Linked DNA regions of Mus musculus: region 2 is linked to region 1. Evidence: chromatin contacts called from public HiChIP or PLAC-seq data. All regions are on one chromosome and are shown on one strand. Each heading gives the region's core, a stretch centred on a gene start, on an enhancer-like site or on the middle of the called end of the contact. The rest is flanking DNA. Distances are from core to core; before and after follow the strand shown. Region 1 overlaps Nbea (neurobeachin). Region 2 holds the start of Mab21l1 (mab-21-like 1).

What was found. HiChIP or PLAC-seq counts read pairs in DNA pulled down with a chosen protein or histone mark.
Region 2: a contact with region 1 is called in an H3K4me3 HiChIP or PLAC-seq map of bone marrow-derived macrophages, with 2.0 times the contacts expected there. The contact joins the promoter of Mab21l1 here to the enhancer-like site in region 1. A contact is called at or near these places in 7 of 39 promoter capture datasets (the 3T3-L1 cell line, 3T3-L1-derived adipocytes, the SN4741 cell line and 4 more), 1 of 15 datasets of contacts at CTCF or cohesin (the NIH/3T3 cell line), 2 of 484 Hi-C or Micro-C datasets (forebrain and nephron progenitors), 3 of 115 datasets of contacts at active chromatin or transcription factors (bone marrow-derived macrophages, embryonic hindbrain and neural tube) and 4 of 9 other capture datasets (adipose tissue, bone marrow-derived macrophages, liver and 1 more).

Annotation. Positions count from the first base shown.
Region 1 is chr3:55,658,236-55,661,875 of GRCm38.p6, forward strand. All of the region lies in intron 49 of Nbea (neurobeachin), which reads right to left. Among named protein-coding and RNA genes, the nearest start is that of Gm46804, 47 kb to the right of the region's middle. Within about 2 kb of position 1,771, at least 22 of the 459 cell types and tissues checked have an H3K27ac peak or open chromatin away from gene starts, as enhancers often do. A contact at or near this core is called in bone marrow-derived macrophages, where this site is marked.
Region 2 is chr3:55,780,857-55,784,496 of GRCm38.p6, forward strand. It overlaps Mab21l1 (mab-21-like 1), which reads left to right and starts at 1,654. Exons shown (of 1, transcript NM_010750.3): 1 at 1,654-3,640. The coding sequence starts at 2,138. The coding sequence ends at 3,217. All of the region lies in intron 41 of Nbea (neurobeachin), which reads right to left.

The DNA.
Region 1 (3,640 bases), core at 521-3,020:
GGGTACGGGGCCTGGTATGAGCTGTGGGAGTGCGGGGTCTCCTGTAGCCTGTACCCACTGACTCCAGAAAGAGGCCATCTCCTAAGAAGGCACTTTGCTTATGTTAGCACTTGTTTCTCAAAGACGACTGAACCCACCAGGGCATAACCCAGTGCAGCCAGGGCTAAATCCTATCATACCTGCCCTGGCTGAACTGCTTTCTGTGAAACGCCTTCTAGGAGACAGGGGGAAGGAGAGAAAGAAGCAGTGAGAGGAGACAGGTATGCAGGTGGCAGTCTTGTAAAGTAGAATGTCTGACCAGGGAAGAAAGTTACTGAAAAATAGATAACCTGCTCCAGGTTTGCCTTGGTGCTGAGCTGTTGGTACACAACATTCCAAAATGAACCAAGTCTCATTATCAAGCCAAAGGGAGATTCAAAATATCACAGCATTAATTCAGCAGAATAAAATGTCCTCTGATATTTACATAAATGAAAACAATAATTTAGAAAGACTACATTGAGACTTCAAACGACTTTAGATCTGGCCATTATCAATGTGTCTAAGACTGTAAGTGAGTCCTGACCACACAACTGAAACAACTTAGTGAGGTCCATCTTCACAAAGGGAAGCAGATGACAGTGTCACACCACCAAGCTCTCTGCTGATGGGAGCCGGGGAAGCAAGTGCCTTCTAGACAGTTCCTTTACAAACAGCAGGGTGCCATCTTCACTGTTCTGAAAGTGGATATTATGAAAGCCTTTGCTGATAATTTCTGAATCAGTAATTAGCATTTCCCAATAGCACACAATGAAAATAACACAAAGATGAAAGAAAGATCTAATTGACATATCTGAGGCTGATTGGCTGTACCACGTGTTTTTGTGGGGGAAGATAAAAAAAAAAACAAAAAAACAAAAAAACAAAAAAACAAAAACAAAACAAAAAACAAAAACAGACTAGCTAAGTATACCATAAAGATACAACAAGAAAAGAGGAGCCTGAATTAAAAGTTAGCTAAGTACAAGTCAATGTGTGCTGTTAATTTCTTTGATAGTAACGTCTACATTCAAAGTTTATTAAACAAATCTGCCACATCACCCTCAGTGCTGTAGATATGGAACACAGGGTTTGGGGGTCATGGTATTTTTCTTCCTCTCGCCCTAACTCTGAAGAACACCTAACGTCTACTTGCTCTCCACTAGTCAAAATGTAAGTGTGTTCTTGTGTTTAATTTGGATTTTGAACTTGTTAAATATTTCATCAACGTAAAGATGCATATTAAGGTGGTTAGGAGATTGCTACCAGCTATCGAGCTTCTTGCTCCTTCCCCTGAAAAGCTGCTTAGGAGAGCAACCCTAACAATGAGGCACCATGGCTCTGTGCTCAAGCTCACTGAGGTAGCTCGTTCATGGATCACAAACAGGAGACTGAACCGACTAACATCCTAGAGGATCAAAGCAACATCCCTTGTTGATACCCTGACTATATCAAAGGAAGACATCAGGGGTGCAGGGAGGAAAGGGCTGATAGGCGCGCAGGAAGGTGAGCAGAGGAGCTAGGGCCATCCCGTGCTGGCAAGGTCTTTCATTTACATCAGCAGGAAATGAAAAGTGAGTTGATTTTTTTCCCTTATGAACTTTACAAGCTCATCTCTCTGGGAAAGTGAGCAGCAGCTGTTTTGGATACAGACACATCTGTCTTGCTGGTTCTTGACAGCCCTATCATGTTAGTGCTCTGTAGTAGCAAGGAACATTTCAGCAAGAAAATGAAGTGATACTGAAGTGATGTAGCCTACCTCCTGTGGGCACGCTCTCCTCAGAGTGCATGCAGAGAGCAGCTCTGCTACCCGTGGCAGATCAAAGGAGAGATCAAAGCAGAGCCTGCCTAAGTAAAGGCAGCTAGAAAGTGGCAAGTTCTTGTGATTGCTGGTAAATATTAAAATGTATTGAATATTTTAAAATGCAGAATTGATGAGCCTATCTGTAAATATATAAACCCTGCATGGTCCATACGTTCTAGGTGCCAGCCACACAGCACTACTTGGCAGGCTTACGTGTCTACCTCTCATCACGGGGAGGTCATTTAAATCATTTTTCTTTTTGGTGAAGTTTGGAATAGGTATGATGACACGTTTTATGTCAGTTCAGAGCTTAGCACTCATTTGTCTGGCGTGAGTGAGCTTAAAGCTTCTACTGATTGGACTTCCTCTTATTGCTCAGGCGCAACTTCAACACCAGTGCAGTACCAAGGCTAACTTCTTGAAATGCAATGACAGCGAGCACGTGGCTAGAGAGACACTCAGCAGTTAAGAGCACTGGCTACTCTAGCAGAGGACCTGGGTTTGTTTTGCAGCTCCTACAGGGAGGCTCACAACTTCCTATAACTCCAGGTTCAGGGAAATCTCGTGCCCTCTGCTGGTCTCCATGGGCCCTGCAGGCTTGTAATGCACTTATCAACAATGCAGAAACATAAATTCAAATAATATTTTAAGAAAACTAAATTATTGACATAAAAAAAGAAGTACAAATAATACTTAAGGACAAATATTAGCTTAGAACAAGACATACAGTGTTATTCTTGATCTTCCTAATATCCACACGACAGGGAAAACACAGCGGCTGTAGGCTGTAGCTGAGATGGCTGTATGGGAATGGAAGGTAGGTTTGAAACAGTGGAGCATCCAGGGCAGGAGGCACAGATGTTATTATATAAAATTGTGATATGATGCTAGCTATCCCATTTTACTATATGTACAGAAAAGCAGAACTTCCTCTCAAGTAGCTCTAGCATATCTAATGTAGAGCAAACCTTCTCCAACTTTATCTCTTGGAGCTGGTGAGGTGGCTCAGTGGGTAAAGGCACTGCCTCTAAGTCTGACAAGCTAAGTTCAGTCCTGGAACTCATATGGTAGAAGGAGAGAACCCTAAGTTGTCCTCTGAGCTCCACAGCTACAGTGAGGTACCTATGCACAAACATATACATACTTCACACACACACACACACACACACACACACACCTGCATACACACACACACACACACACACACACACACACACACACACCTGCATACACACACACACACACACACACACACACGCCTGCATACACACACACACACACACACCTGCATACACACACACACACACACCTGCATACACACACACACACACACACCTGCATACACACACACACACACACACACACACACACCTGCATACACACACACACACACACACACACACACACACACACGCCTGCATACACACACACACACACACACCTGCATACACACACACACACACACCTGCATACACACACACACACACACACACACACACACACACACACACACACACGCCTGCATACACACACACACACACACACCTGCATACACACACACACACACACACCTGCATACACACACACACACACACACCTGCATACACACACACACACACACACACACACGCCTGCATACACACACACACACACACGCCTGCATACACACACACACACACACACACACGCCTGCATAAACACACACACACACACTAACTATCTAAGATCTCCAACACATCCATGGGCTCAGAAATGCTCTGCAGAGCCACGTAAGGAAACTTATGTTTCTTGCCAGAAGTTCCCAGGCTCCCAGGTGCT
Region 2 (3,640 bases), core at 404-2,903, 120 kb after region 1:
CTGCCGCACAGCTCTTTCTTGTTGATCTGGCGCTCTGGGTTGCCTCTTCCAGCCCCTCTTCAGCTGCCAAAAGGTAGCTGCGCATTCACCCGCGATGCCTGCAAACTGGGGAGGGGCTTTGCAGGTCCCCAGTTCCCTCTCCCAAGGGAATGGTCTTGGGGAATGGAGTAGGAGGCCATCTAAGCGCCAAATGTGATGTACTATTTTAATCTAATTCGGAATCTATCACTCTTGGGTAACAAGAAACGAAATTAGAGCTGGCCCTGTGATGCTTAAAAGGTGGGAGTCTTCAGCAGTAGCCCATTAACAGTGCGTACACAGGTGCTACCATACCCGGGCACTGAAAATTCTCTTAATTTGAAATTAACAGAACTTTGTACTAAAGGCAGAGAACTGAAAACTACGACATAAGCCCTAACTACCCTATCTTTAGTTCATGTGCACTGAGGACTCAACTGGTCATGGTACTGGAAGGAAGAGCGACCTATAAAACCCTCCCTAGGGTTCCAAAATCCAAAAGCTCCTCAGGTTCCAAAAAGAAAAGCTCATTTCTTTGAAATTTCCAAGATGAAACTTAAATAAATAATAAAAATCCCTAACCTGAATGGTTACAAATTATTTTTTTTGGAAGCCATTAGCCATTTTCTCATAATCAAATTATTACATCCCATAAGATTAGGAACCTACTGTTGGTCACCACTGAGGGTTTCTGAGGTGGAAGATCCATCTTTAAGCCTGCAGGGGCAAACAAACTGTAATGGCCACACCTTCCAGTGCCAAGCAAGCTCATCTCTGTGAATTCTCTAGATCCTTCTCTACAAGACAGCTCACTATGAGATGGCACTCAAGCTTTCTCTAAATCTCAGAAAACACCTTCAGGAAGTGTTTCCACTACAGCATACAGCCCTATCTGCTGTCTGGTATTTCAGCACTGGCCAATCTAGCTACAGACAAGGGAAACTGCAAACAGGTGAACTTGTTTTAATTAAAAGGCTCCATTTTTAGTTGGGTAGATATCATCGACTCCGTTGAGCAATACTTCTTAAATTCCTCTCAGCAAATGCAAATGGGGAAAACCTAGGTTAAAAAGAGAAGAGACTCTGCCTAAGGTTTGGAAACATTCTGACTGCGAACACGAACACGAGTGAAGACTAAAGAACTCCCCCAGCTGAAGCCAGCAGTCAGTCAGTAAGCAAAGTTCTAACTTGCACTAAAAAGACCCCAGGGATTAACGGGCATTAATTACCTTACTCTAAATGCAAGTTAGTGACTTTGTTCTAGAAGCCCCTTTGACTTCGCTAATTGGTGGATGACCATTAGTACAACTGGATAGCTCATCAGAGGTGAACAGACAAGTGGGCTTTTCAGCAAAGAGAACCACTTGTCTTCACCAAGTCTTTTCCAAATGTCAATATGCTTCAAGTTATACCAAAGCTGGGAGATTTCATCTTGCTTTTCAACCTGTCTAGGTGGCCTGGGTGGGTTTCTGCCGGCAGCAGTTTCCTACCTTTGGTTTCTATGCTTCTATCCACGAGGGGGGATTAATTAGCCGGGCTGAAGCTGGAGGAGGCTGTCGTGACGAGCCCAGTGGCGATTGGCCGCCCGCCTGCCTGGCCCTGCCTTTATAATTTCCACACGAGTGCATCTGGGCTCTTACACAAACCAACAGCAGCTTCTTCTGACAGACACACACTCACCCCCGACGCACACTCTGCACACTTTTCCTCTACCTGATTAACAGTCCTGCACACACCATGATTACGGGAAAACGTAAATAAATACGGAAAGGGGTGATTATTTTGACTACTGGAAGAGCTTTGCTGGGTCTCAGCATAACTTTTGTTTTTATTACCGAGAAGGTGCTCTCTCCACGCGTCTCTCTCTGACACGGATTCTTTAGCGGAGGGGAGAAAAGGGGAGAGCTCAGCCTTTCACTTTAAGACCCGCTAGTCTCGAGCGGGGGAAAAAAGGCCAGCAGGGCAGGGCGGCCCCCTGCTGCAGCTAGTCCGAGAGAGGCTCGGTGCCTTTTGAGCGTGGTCCCCTTTCTCCACCGAAGTTGGCTCCAGCGCTAGCAGCCGCATTGGATCCCACAGCCTATTGCGAGACTCCGGTGTACAATCCGGATCTCTGCCCCAACATGATCGCGGCCCAGGCCAAGCTGGTCTACCACCTGAATAAGTACTACAACGAGAAATGCCAGGCCAGGAAAGCTGCCATCGCCAAAACCATCCGGGAAGTCTGCAAAGTGGTCTCCGACGTCCTGAAGGAGGTTGAAGTGCAGGAACCGCGTTTCATCAGCTCCCTCAATGAGATGGACAACCGCTACGAGGGCCTGGAGGTTATCTCTCCCACCGAGTTCGAGGTGGTACTCTATCTGAACCAGATGGGGGTGTTTAACTTCGTGGACGACGGCTCCCTGCCTGGCTGTGCGGTGCTGAAACTGAGCGATGGGCGCAAGAGGAGCATGTCCCTCTGGGTGGAATTCATCACCGCCTCTGGCTACCTCTCGGCACGCAAAATCCGTTCCAGGTTTCAGACACTGGTGGCTCAGGCGGTGGACAAGTGTAGCTACAGAGATGTAGTAAAGATGGTGGCTGACACGAGCGAAGTGAAACTGAGAATCCGAGATAGGTATGTGGTGCAGATCACCCCGGCCTTTAAATGCACCGGGATTTGGCCGCGGAGTGCTGCCCACTGGCCGCTTCCCCACATCCCCTGGCCAGGACCCAACCGGGTGGCAGAGGTTAAGGCTGAAGGGTTCAATTTGTTGTCCAAGGAGTGCCACTCCCTGGCCGGCAAGCAGAGTTCGGCTGAGAGCGATGCTTGGGTGCTGCAGTTTGCAGAGGCCGAGAACAGACTGCAGATGGGGGGCTGCAGGAAGAAATGCCTCTCTATCCTGAAAACCCTGCGTGATCGCCACCTGGAGTTGCCAGGCCAGCCCCTGAACAACTACCACATGAAGACTCTGGTGTCCTACGAGTGCGAGAAGCATCCTCGAGAGTCGGACTGGGACGAATCTTGCCTGGGCGATCGGCTGAACGGAATTCTTCTGCAGCTCATCTCATGCCTGCAGTGCCGGCGGTGTCCCCATTACTTCTTACCGAACTTAGATCTGTTTCAAGGCAAACCCCACTCGGCCTTGGAAAACGCTGCTAAACAAACGTGGCGACTGGCAAGAGAGATCCTGACCAACCCAAAAAGTTTGGAAAAACTTTAGAGGATGATCTAATCCAGGGCTGACAAGAATGAGCATTCTTCTCAAAGTCCCGACGAAATGAAAACTTCCTGGTTGATTCCTATGTACTATTTCTCGAGACAGTGCAAACAATCTCTTCCTTTAAAAGGAGTAACAACACAACATTTAACCATCATCTCACACAGGGGAAAAACCACACCACAAGCATCTTTATGGAGGCATCCCCCAGCTCCCCCGAAAAGTGCACAACACCCCAAAACAGCTGGCTGCAATGCAAGACCATGGCCAACTCCAGCAAAGGATTATAGTAATCTTGAGACTTAGGTGCGGCTGCCTTCCAGCAAACAGGGCCCGGATGTACCATCGGAAGCAAAGTGTAATGTATATTTTGATCTGTAACAAAAGTTGTGATCTCATGTTGTCTTTGAAAGTGTGGATATTGGT